2 separate regions of the Rattus norvegicus genome follow, and region 1 is linked to region 2. The links are chromatin contacts, called in public Hi-C maps. All regions are on one chromosome and are shown on one strand. Each heading gives the region's core, a stretch centred on a gene start, on an enhancer-like site or on the middle of the called end of the contact. The rest is flanking DNA. Distances are from core to core; before and after follow the strand shown. Region 1 overlaps Epgn (epithelial mitogen). Region 2 has its middle 80 kb from the start of Btc.

Region 1 (5,842 bases), core at 1,626-4,125, 290 kb before region 2:
CTGTCTCTGTCTCTGTCTCTCTCTGCCTGAAGCGTTTGCTTTATGTAATTGAAGCACACTTGATAACAGCTACTGTCCTACAGTAAGCTGTGCGTGGCGATTGAATGAGTTATGTGAATACATGAACTTTCTCCCGAGAATGAGTGTATTCTAGTCTTCCATAACTGTACTCTTGTCAAGGGGACAGCTAAAAAGTAGTCTGGAACTGCTCTTGTCAGGTTCTGGACTTCAGTGAATGCAATGAGTTAGAACCAGAACAGAAAATGGGAACCTCCCGGATAAGAGCCCCTTTGGGTCTGTTTTTTTTTGTTGTTGTTGTTGTTCTTCTTTTTTTTTTTCCGGAGCTGGGGACCGAACCCAGGGCCTTGCGCTTCCTAGGCAAGGAAGCTAAATCCCCAACCCCGATCTGTTGTTAATACACAAAGGAAGCTCACCTGTGAAAGACTTTCTCCCGCCCCCTCCCCACCACAGCAATGAAGGCAGCACTGAGTGAAGAAACCGAGGCCGTCCCTCCCAGTACGACGACGCAGCAGAGCGACTGGACACTTAACATCACAGAAGGTATCCTCTTCTTCCCACTCTAGCTCAAGGGACGTCTTTCAAACTTTCAGCAGAATGTTGCATTAGGACGGAGAACAGTTGAAAATTTTTAACTAAATCTTTTTAGATAATCAGCTATTTCAGAGAGATGAAGTTAAGCTGAAGTGACAGGTAGGTGTGTCTGCCAAGGGTTGCCTTTTTAAAAAATATATACAAGAAGGAAGTGAATGAGGCAGGGGTGAGAAAAGCTGCCTATCTTCCACTATCCTCCTAAAATGTGAGACCTGCCATGGGGTTCGTTGGGATTCTGCTTGACTCCCAATGACCCTTTATACTGGGTGTAACTGAATATGACTTTGACATTCTAGAGGAGAGACATTGTATTTTGACCTAGGACAGGAAGCTTAGCAGCCACAGAAATGACAGCTACAAGAAGCAGTGCTTTTGTTCATCTTTGGGAAGGCCTTTTCTTGTGGCTTGTCATTTTAGCATATGATGCATTTCCTGATCAAACCTTGCTTTGGTTATCATTGGTGGTGGTCATATATTTCCATCTCAATGTGCTTTATCACAAAGACTTCTTGCTCCTGCTGGGCATGGCATTGTAGCACACCTTTCAAAATTATTTGAACTAGAGATGAACTTGGAGAGCTCCTTGCCTGTCAAGACCTGAGTCTGAATGGCTAATGTCTCTCACAGAACTCATAATGGCCCCTGATAGAGAGATGATGATAAACCAGGACCCAGGAACTCTTTATTTTGTCTTCAGGGTCTAGCCAAGAAAAGAAGATGAAGCCAAATGGTTCTTTTCTGAAAATGAAAAAAGGGGAATCCCTAACTGATCCCCATTTTGCCAATAATTTTAAACGCCTAAAAAAATTGTGTTGCCCATTTGGCTTTTGGATGTTGATTTTGCTAAAAAAGAATGTGTAGAAAATTTAAAGATAGGCTGGAGAGATGGCTCAGCCATTAAAGGCTGGGCCCACAACCCTAAAATATAAGAAAGTTTGAGGACATGGTTTCATCTCAATGGTTGATGTCATAGACTTGTTTCCAGCAAGTCTTACCCTTTTCCTCTCTCCGATTGCTGAGCTGTAAATGAAGTCTCTGATTTACATAACAACAGCAATGAAGAAAGGGAGGAGCTATTTCTTTCCTTTGCTTTCTTTGTGGAAAAAAGTTTGTATTTTCCCCTGCTTTGTTGCAATGCTGGGACAGACAGAGCCTTGTGCATGCTAAGTATCTAACAGTGGGCTATTGCCTCTTGTTTTGCTTTTTAACTTAAAAATATACATCTTATATCTTATAAACGCTTTGATGAAATTATAACTAACTTCTTCCCCTCCAAGGAAAAATGAGTCTCTCTGGGGTGCCCTTTCTCTGGAAATGGTTTCTTTCAAATTCTCATATTTTCAAGAGAATTCTTTAGATTTGCTTGAGTGAACTCGGTTTGTTTTAAATTAAGAATAACTCAGTACAATTTGAATGAAAAATTCTCTTCTTTTTATTGGATATTTTATTTATTTACATTTCAAATGTTATCCCTTTTCCTGGTTTCCAATCTGCCAACCTCCATCCCATTCCCTCTCCCCCCTGCTTCTATGAGGGTGCTCCCCTACCCACTCACCCACTCCCACCTCCCTGCCCTGGCATTCCCCTACACTGGGGCATCAAGCCTTCACAGGACCAAGGGCCTCTTCTCCCACTGATGCCCAACAAGGCTATCCTCTGCTACATATGTGCCTGGAGCCCGCGGTCCATCCATGGGTACTCTTTGGTTGGTGGTTTAGCTCCTGGGAGCTCCAGTGGGGTCTGGTTGGTTGATGCTGTTGTTCTTCCTATGGTGTTGCAAATCTCTTCAGCTCCTTCAGTCCTTTCTCTAATTCCTCCATTGGGGACCCTGTGTTCAGTCCAACGGTTGGCTGTGAGCATCCACCTCTGTATTTTTCAGGCTCTGGCAGAGATTCTCAATGTCTCCAAATAAATTCCTAAAGGGATAAATTAAGTTAAAAATATCACAGTCTGCAAATCTGAATGTCAATGTTAAGTTCTGGTATGTGTTCTCTAAGCAAAGTGATATGGTATCTTGATGGTATATAGAGATTTAATATTTTTTCACACGAGAAGGAACGTTTTTAAGTCTGTTTTTCCCCCCAAAAAGACACTTAAGTAGGATTGCCTTAGCCTCTGTAAGAATGCACATACAGTAGTATAGTGTGGGGAATGACTAATAGTAAGGAGGTGGATTTATGCACTTAACACACCATAAGATGCCACCAATTGTACTTAAAAGTTTAAAGATGGCAATGATTCAATTATGCGGTTTTCCCAAAGAGTCTTTCCCATTGCATCAGCACCAAGGATGGTGCGAGTAGGTGTTCCGGCTCGCATGCCAGTACCAGTAGCATCCTGAAACCCAGATGATTTTCCAGAGTACCCTTTCCTGACACGGGTGTCCCGTGAGGAGGTTTCTGGTCACTAACTACACACTATGGTCATTTTTGCAGTGTTGAAATGAAAGAAAGAAAAAGCTGCTACAGATCCCATCCCCCAGGGCTTTGCCACTTCTCCACAACACCTCTTAACTGAGCAGAACGTTCACTTAGTCTGTTGTAGTGTTGCCATTACCTGTGGCCACCTGAGCCCACACTGGTTCTGACTTCTTATATCAAGCGTTGGCAGCCCCCCTCTAGCTAATCAATGAAAATGTTCCCTCTCTAGTCAGCATTTCCTGGAAGTTCATGGAAGAGTGAAAGAGGGGATTTTCATCCTCTCCTCTAAAGAGGAAATAAACATCTATTTTATTATTGAGCAAAGTTACATCCCTAGGGGGTGACATATTACTCCCTAGGGATATGCAGGGAAAATGCAAAGTGATATGAGGCCGTCTGCTCTAATTAACATTGGTTACATTGGGAACCATGGTTCAAAACTTCCTCCTAAGCTAGAACCAATGCTGCCACCTCTTGACCAACTCATCTCTATGCTTTATTGTGTCGCTTGTAAAGAATGGGACAATCCTAATCCACCTCCACCCTATAACTAATTAACAATGTGTGGAGCAACAAGGAACCCAACCTTTTAGATAGGACACCCCTCCCCCCCCAAAAAAATCCCAACACTTCCAAGGATAAAGCATCTAAAATATTCTTGAAATAAAAGGTCTCTTTACATATGTATTGAGCTTGTATTATGAAAGTGGACACATTTAAATGTTAATTAATGTATCCCCTTTTCCTAGCTGACTACATAGAAGAACCTGTAGCTTTGAAGTTCTCCCATCCCTGTCTGGAAGACCATAATAGTTACTGCATTAACGGAGCATGCGCATTCCACCATGAGCTGAAGAAAGCCATCTGCAGGTAACTACTGCACCGAACTTAGCAAGTCTTAGAGATGGGAGAAGGTAAAGCAGTTGCAAACTGCTCTGTCTTGTCCACTATAAATGGTTCTTGTTGGCCAATAGGAATTGTACTTCCCTGGGGAAGACTACTCCTCCTGTTCCCAGCATTCCTTAGTTACCCATAATTCTTCATATTGGGTTGAGAAATCATGAGTCCTACCTCAACCCTGGTCCACATTAGCTTGTCTGTTGACGTCCTTGTTCAAGTCATGTTCAAGCGGCCATGTTGGGTAGACCTCACGGGTGTTTCCTCTGTCATTTCTAGGAGACACAGTCTCACAGAAAACTCCTTGTTCCTCTTAAGTAGATGGAAGTTCTTGGAGGCTGGAGGGGAGTGGGGAGAAATGATGTAATTATATTATAATCTCGAAAATAATTTAAAAAGAATAGGATGATGGAATGGCAGGGGGAGGGGGAAATGACGATTGACCTGAATGTGACTGGCCATTGTATTTGAATATTATGACCTGTTTTTTTCTAAACTACTTACCCACATTTCTCAAAACTATAGTTCCCAGACTATAGCATGCACAGAACAGGAAACTTGTTTGGAATGCTGACTTTAAGATCTATAATTATCAAGTCAGTATCTGCATTTCTAACAATATGCAAAGGTGACTCTGAACTTTCACAGGTTTCCAGATGAGACAGATTTCCAAAAGAAGAAAATCTATTCTGGAAGATAACATCCTGGAGCTACCACGACCCTCCCTTACCCTACACTGATTTGCTCAGTTTCTTGACAAGCACTCTACCTTTTCCTCCTGTCAATGAGGGAACGTGTGAAGCCTATTAAATTGACTGTGCTAAAGTGCAGGCTGTTTCATATTTAATGGGCTGAGTCCTGTGTGCCTTAGCAAATGTTTCTTTTCCCATTCTTTGAAATACATCACTCATTGGTTCTTCTGTCACTGTAGGCTTTACCATTGCATGTTCTTTTCTCTCTTTGAAGATGCTTTACTGGTTATACGGGAGAACGGTGTGAGCATTTGACCCTAACGTCATATGCTGTGGATTCTTATGAAAAGTACATTGCGATTGGGATTGGTGTCGGATTGCTAATCAGCGCTTTCCTTGCTGTCTTCTATTGCTATGTAAGAAAAAGGTATGAAACAAAGCATTAAATTAGTTGTGTGTGTTCACTTGACAAATATTTATTGAGTTCTTACTGTTGATGTGTGTGTCTGAGAAGCCCCTCTGTAATATTTTTGGTGCCTTTTCATGAACCCAGACAAGTGCTTAAAAAATAAAGAAAGGAAGAAAGAAAGGAAGAAAGAAAGAAAGAAAGATGAAAAGTCCTTACCAATATAATTAGAATAATGCAGATTTATAGTTCCCTTTCTTCTTATCTATGTTTACCTGAGTCAAAATTCTAAGTGGGAAAGATAGCAGGCCTTTTGAAGGCAGAGATTAAATATATCATACTGATGAGTAGACATTTAGTGTCCAACAAAGCATAAATATTGAGTAAAAATAATTTTAAGAAATGAATATTAAATGAATGAAAATGTGACAAACATTCGCCACCTTCTCCTTAGTCATCAAGGGAAGTTATCTTCAGAAATATTGTTTACTGATAAAAACCCAATATTAAGAACTTAATCTACTGACAAGTTTATATTAGTTATGTATGTATCATATTATTTCTAGTTTCCCCACACTGGTTATTTTTCATTAAATCCATACACCTAGGAAAAGTAAAAATTTAATAACAGTCACATTAAGAGTATATTTCTACAATAATATTCATATTATGGTACTTTCACTATTCTCATTAAAAAAAAAACAACTAAAATTCCATGACCAAAATTAGATAAGCCTGTTTTGCTTAATAGATGTCTATCAGAAAGGATTGAATATGTGTTTGATTAGCTTTATGTTGGTCAAAGAGATGAAGAA
Region 2 (6,399 bases), core at 425-2,924:
GAGCCAGGGGCTGGATGGTGGAGAGATAACACACTAAAAGCATTTAGCATCATCGACCAAATGTAAATACAGTTAACGTGCCAGATTTTTGTCTCATATGCATTTTACTGCAATAAAACAAGAAAATCCAACATCTTCGCATGTGGTTTTCTAAGGTTTGCCACTTCCTCTGTTTGTCCTTGTGTCCGTCCCCTTAGTGCTACATAGGTGGGCTACTAAACCTACATAATGTGAACTAAGCAGAATGACTTTTCCCTTTACTTCTCTTCTTTGATATAATTTTAAATATTCCAGTGGGGGATGTTTTTTTGCCTCCCTATATAAATCTAGAACGATATCATCAATGTCTAAAAAATAAAATCTTTCTGACTTGTGACAAGAATTATATTAAATCTTGACATCAGTTTTGAGAAAATTGCCATAACCAATCGTCATCCAAGAAGCTTCCTCGGGCAGCAGGTGAGGACAGATGCAGAGACCTGTGGCCAGACATCAAGAGGAGGGTCTCTATGGGGTGTCTCCATTAAATCCCTCCCCTCAATTCCACAGAAGAGGGCATGGTAAGAGTCAGAGGGGTTAGACACCAGGAGAACAAGGCCCACTGAATCAGCTAAGCAAGGTGCATATGAGTTCATAGAGATAGGAGCAGCAAGCACAGGGCCAGCATGCGTCTGCACCACGTCCTCTGCATATATGTTATAACCATCAGCTTGGTGTCTGTATGGGACTCCTCAGTGTGGGGATGAGTGGGTCTTGATACTTGTGCCTACTCTTCGAACTCTTTTTTTTTTCTCTTGGGTTGACTTATTCAACGTCTACATTATGGTTTTTGCTTCATCTTATTACATTTTATTTCGTCACATTAAAAAAAAAAAAGGCCTTGACATCAGCTTTGAGAAAATTAGAATCTATGTTCTCTAGAGTCTTCCAATGCATGATGATGCCATTTCTCCATTTACCTGGATCTTCTCTGAGTTTTGAGTCAGAATTGTATAGCATTGTGTATATAACGTCTGTGTGTTTTATTCGTTATAATTTAGGGGTTTGTCATAAGTATAACTCCACACTCTGTCTTGGTTGTCAGAGGGACTCCACTCTCCCTGCTTGGCTGAGGGGGAGCGTGGCTGTTGTCCAAAAGTGCTAGGTTGCTCAGATGCCTACTTCCTGTACCTTTGAGTAGAGCACAGGCTGCAGCTGGAGCCTGCAGATTGGTTTTGTGGTTTGGCACTTTCATCCATATTCCTGGGCTACCAGCTTCTTCCAGTATCAATCTGGGATAAAGGGGGCAAAGAAACAACAGAGCAGCAAGCTCACCCATCTGTGCCTTTCCTTGGGTACCCAATCTCAGTACAGTGTGCTGCCTTCTTATCTTTCAGCCTTGATGCGTCAGTTATATCTAAATCCCTTCCACAGGGGTGACCTGAGACCATCAGAAGACACAGATATTTACATTATGATTCATAACAATAGCAAAATTCTTAGCATGGCTACCCTCTAAAAGGTCCAACAAGCAGCTATTATCAGATACAGATTAATAGCACCTAACCAATGGAGAGAAGCCAGAGCCCCCTGTGTTGTAATTGGGAGAAAACTGGAAGAAGCTGAGGAGGAGGGCAACCCTATAAAGAAGACCAGCAGTCTCAACAAACCTGGACCTCCGAGATCTCTCAGACACTGAGCCATCAACCAGGCAGCACATACCAGCTGATATGAGGCCTCTGACTCATACACAAAGGGACTGCCTGGTCTGGACTCAATGAGAGAAGATGCACTAACTCTTGAGAGACTTGAGGCCCCAGGGAATGGGGAGGCCTGGTAAGGGTGTATGTGTCGGGGGGCATCCTCTTGGAGATGGAGGGGTGTATGTGATGGGGAGCAGTTTGGCGGCAGACCAGGAGGGGGATGAAGTCTGGATTATTAAAAAGGATTAAAGAATAAAAATAAATAAATTTAAAAAATAGGGCTGGCTGTGCCCAGAACCGAACAAATACCATCCCACAGTTCCCTGCACCCAAATCCAATGGGGAAGAGAGCTGAACACCCAGAAGTGCAGACATCCTGAGACCGCAGGATAGACTATCACTTCTGCCTACCTCTGCCCACATCCTTGGTCCAAGAGGAAACTGCATAGTGCCTCTGGACATAGGAATATAGGAACAGTCAGCTGCCTGTACCTGCAGTTCTGGTCTGTGCCTAGAACTGAACTGAACAGGTCAAACAGCTCCCTGCACTCAAATCCCATGGGGGAAGAGAGCTGGACCCTCAGAAGTGTGGACACTCCTGAGAAATCAGAGGAGACTACCCTCTGCCCACATTCCCCACCCAAGAGGGACTCACCTAGTGCCAGCTGGCACCCCAGGTGCAAGGACCTAAGAGCAGTCAGGGGCAGGAGCCATCTGATTCCTGCCTGCACCTAGAGCTGAAAGACAGTCACCTGGAGCACCTACACACCTGAGATCAGAGCACCTGGTCCCAGAGCCAGCTGAAAGAAAACAAGAAAACAGTTTTATAGGAGTGCTGACACAGAGGCCTACAGCAGGGTCAAGTCACTGTCAGAAATAGCAAGAGAAGCAAACACCAGAGACAACCGATGGCTAGAGGCAAGTGTAGGAACTTAAGCAACAGAAATATTCTTAAGCAAGAATATTTGGCATCATCAGAGCCCAGTTCTCCCACCGAAGAAAATACTGGATATCCAAACACACCAGAAAAGCAAGGTTTAGATTCAAAATCACATTTTATGATAATGATGGAGGACTTTAAGAAGGACATAAAGAACTCCCTTAAAGAAATGCAGGATAACACAAGTAAACAAGTAGAAGCCCTTAAAGAGGAAACACAAAAATCCCTGAAAGAATTATAGGAAAACACAACAAAACAAGCAAAGGAATTGAACAAAACCGTCCAGAATTTAAAAATAGAAATAGAAACAATAAAGAAAGCACAAAGGGAGACAATCCTGGAAATAAAAAACCTAAGGAAGAGATCAGGAGTCATAGAGACAAGCATCGCCAAAAGAATACAAGAGATAGAAGAGAGAATCACAGGGGCAGAAGGAACCAGAGAAAAGAATAACAAAACTGTCAAAGACAATGTAAAATGCAAAAAGCTCTTAGCACAAAACATCCAGGAAATCCAGGACACAATGAGAAGATCAAACCTAAGGATAATAGGTATAGAAGAGAGTGAAGACTCCCAACTTAAAGGGCCAATAAATATATTCAACAAAATTATAGAAGAAAACTTCCCTAACCTAAAGAAAGAGATGCCCATAAACATACAAGAAGCCTACAGAACTCCAAATAGATTGGTCCAGAAGAGAAATTCCTCCCATCACATAATAGAACACCAAATGCACAAAACAAAGAAAGAATATTAAAAGCAGTAAGGGAAAAAGGTCAAGTGACATATAAAGGCAGACCTATAAGAATTACACCAGACTTCTCAACAGAGACTATGAAATCCAGAAGATCCTGGGCAGATGTCATGCAGGCCCTAAGAGAAAACAAATGTCTTCCCAGGCTACTATATCCAGCAAAACTCTCAATTAACATAGATGGAGAAATCAAAATATTCCATGACAGAACCAAATTTACACAATTTCTACAAATCCAGCCCTACAAAGGATAATAGCTGGATAACTCCAATACAAGGAGAGAAACTATGCCATACAGAAAGCAAGAATATATTCTCCTTACAATGAAACCAAAGGAGAAACACACGAACACAATTCCACCTCTAACAATGAAAATAACAGGAAGCGACTATCACTATTCCTTAATATCTTTCAACATCAACAGACTCAATCCCCCCAATAAAAAGACATGGATTAGCAGACTGGATCCGTAAAGAGGACCCAGCATTTTGCTGCATACAGGAAACACACCTCAGAGACAAAGACAGACACTACCCCAGAGTAAGTGGCTGGAAAACAACTTTCCAAGCAAATGGCCCAAAGAAACAAACTGGAGTTGCCATTCTAATGTCAAATAAAATTGATTTTCAACCAAAAGTCATAGAAAAAAATAAGGAAGGACACTTCATATTCATCAATACACCAAGATGAACTCTCAATCTTAAATATCTATGCTCCAAAGGCAAGGGCACCTACATACATTAAAAAAAAAACCTTACTAAAGCACAAATCACACATTGCACCTTACACAATAATAGTAGGAGATTTCAACACCCCACTCTCATCAATGAACAGATCATGGAAACAGAAATTACACAGAGACATAGAGAAACTAACAGAAGTTATGAACCAAATGAACTTAACAGATATTTATAGAACATTCCATCCTAAAACAAAAGGATATACCTTCTTCTCAGCACCTCATGTTACTTTCTCCAAAATTGACCATATAATTGATCACAAAAGAGGCCTCAACAGATACAGGAAGATAGAAATAATCCCATGCATCCTATCAGATCACCATGGACTAAGGATGGTCTTCAATAACAACAATAATGACAGAAAACCCACATATACATGGAAGTTGAACAATGCTCTACTCAACTTGGTCAAGGAAGAAATAAAGAAAGAAATTAGAGACTGCCAGACTAAACAGAGGTCACAGAGAGTGTATCCAAATTAGCAAAATCAGAAATGAAAAGGGAGACAACAGAATCTGAGGAAATTCAAAAAATTATCAGATCCTACTACAAAAGCCTGTATTCAACAAAAATGAAAAATCTGGAGGAAATGGACAATTTTCTAGACAGATACCAGGTACCAAAGTTAATTAAGGAACAAATAAACCATCTAAATAGACCTATAACTCCTAAAGAAATAGAAACAATTATTAAAAGTCTCCCAACCAAAAAGAGCCCAGGACCAGATGGGTTTAGTGCAGAATTCTATCAGACCTTCAGAGAAGATCTCATACCAATACTGTCCAAACTATTCCACAAAATAGAAATGGATGGAGCACTACCGAATTCCTTTGATGAAGCCACAATTACTCTTATACCAAAACCACACAAAGACCCAACAAAGAAAGAGAACTTCAGACCAATTTCCCTTATGGATAGCAACGCAAAATACTCAATGAAATTCTTGCAAACCGAATCCAAGAACACATCAAAATGATCATCCATCATGACCAAGTAGGTTTCATCCCAAGGATGCAGGGATGGTTTAATACATGGAAATCCATCAATGTAATCCAGTATATAAACTAACTCAAAGATAAGAACCACATGATCATTTCATTAGATGCTAAGAAAGCATTTGACAAAATTCAACACCCCTTCATGATAAAAATCCTGCAAAGATCAGGAATTCAAGGCCCATACCTAAACATAGTAAAAGCAATACACAGCAAGCCAATAGCTAACATCAAACTAAATGGAGAGAAACTTGAAGCAATTCCACTAAAATCAGGGACTAGACAAGGCTGCCCACTCTCTCCCTACTTGTTCAATATAGTACTTGAAGTCCTAGCCAGAGCAATCAGACAATGAAAGGAGGTCAAAGGGATACAGATTGGAAGGGAAGAAGTCAAAATATCACTATTTGCAGATGATATAGTATACTTAAGTGACCCCAAAAGTTCCACTAGAGAACTACTTAACCTGATAAACAACTTCAGAAAAGTGGCTGGGTATAAAATTAACTCAAATAAATCAGTAGCCTTCCTCTACTCAAAGGATAAACAGGCTGAGAAAGAAATTAGGGAAATGACACCCTTCACAATAGTCCCAAATAATATAAAATATCTTGGTGTGACTTTAACCAAGCAAGTGAAAGATCTGTATGACAAGAACTTCAAGTCTCTGAAGAAAGAAATTGAATAAGATCTCAGAAGATGGAAAGATCCCCCATGCTCATGGATTGGCAGGATTAATATAGCAAAAATGGTCATTTTCCAAAAAGCAATCTACAGATTCAATGCAATCCCCATCAAAATTCCTACTCAATTCTTTATATAGAGATAGAGCAATTTGCAAATTCATTTGGAATAACAAAAAATCCAGGATAGCAAAAAACTATACTCAATAATAAAAGAACTTCTGGGGACATCATCATTACTGACCTCAAGCAGTATTACAGAGCAATAGTCATAAAAACTATATGTTATTGGTTCAGAGACAGGCTGATAGATCAGTGGAACAGAATTGAAGACCCAGAAATGAACACATACACTTGATCTTTGACAAAGGAGCCAAAACCATTTTCAACAAATGGTGCTAGTTCAACTGGAGGTCAGCATGTAGAAGAATGCAGATCAATCCATTCTTATCACCCTGTACAAAGCTTAAGTCCAAGTGGATCAAGGACCTCTATATCAAATCAGATATACTCAAACTAATAGAAAAAAAAAGTGGGGAAGAGCCTTGAACACATGGGCACTGGGAAAAATTTCCTGAACAAAATACCAATGGATTATGCTCTAA

Evidence for each region. Hi-C and Micro-C count contacts between places; a contact is called where the count stands out from the background.
Region 1: a Hi-C map of the A7r5 cell line shows a contact between it and region 2, with 10 times the contacts expected there. The contact joins two enhancer-like sites. A contact is called at or near these places in 5 of 12 Hi-C or Micro-C datasets (the A7r5 cell line, kidney, liver and 1 more).

Annotation. Positions count from the first base shown.
Region 1 is chr14:17,362,719-17,368,560 of GRCr8, reverse strand. Epgn (epithelial mitogen) reads left to right here. Exons shown (of 5, transcript NM_001305170.1): 2 at 472-561; 3 at 3,782-3,902; 4 at 4,896-5,048. Among named protein-coding and RNA genes, the nearest start is that of Epgn, 3.4 kb to the left of the region's middle. Within about 2 kb of position 2,875, at least 2 of the 93 cell types and tissues checked have an H3K27ac peak or open chromatin away from gene starts, as enhancers often do. A contact at or near this core is called in the A7r5 cell line, where this site is marked.
Region 2 is chr14:17,069,571-17,075,969 of GRCr8, reverse strand. No RefSeq gene overlaps it. Among named protein-coding and RNA genes, the nearest start is that of Btc, 80 kb to the right of the region's middle. Within about 2 kb of position 1,674, at least 5 of the 93 cell types and tissues checked have an H3K27ac peak or open chromatin away from gene starts, as enhancers often do. A contact at or near this core is called in the A7r5 cell line, where this site is marked.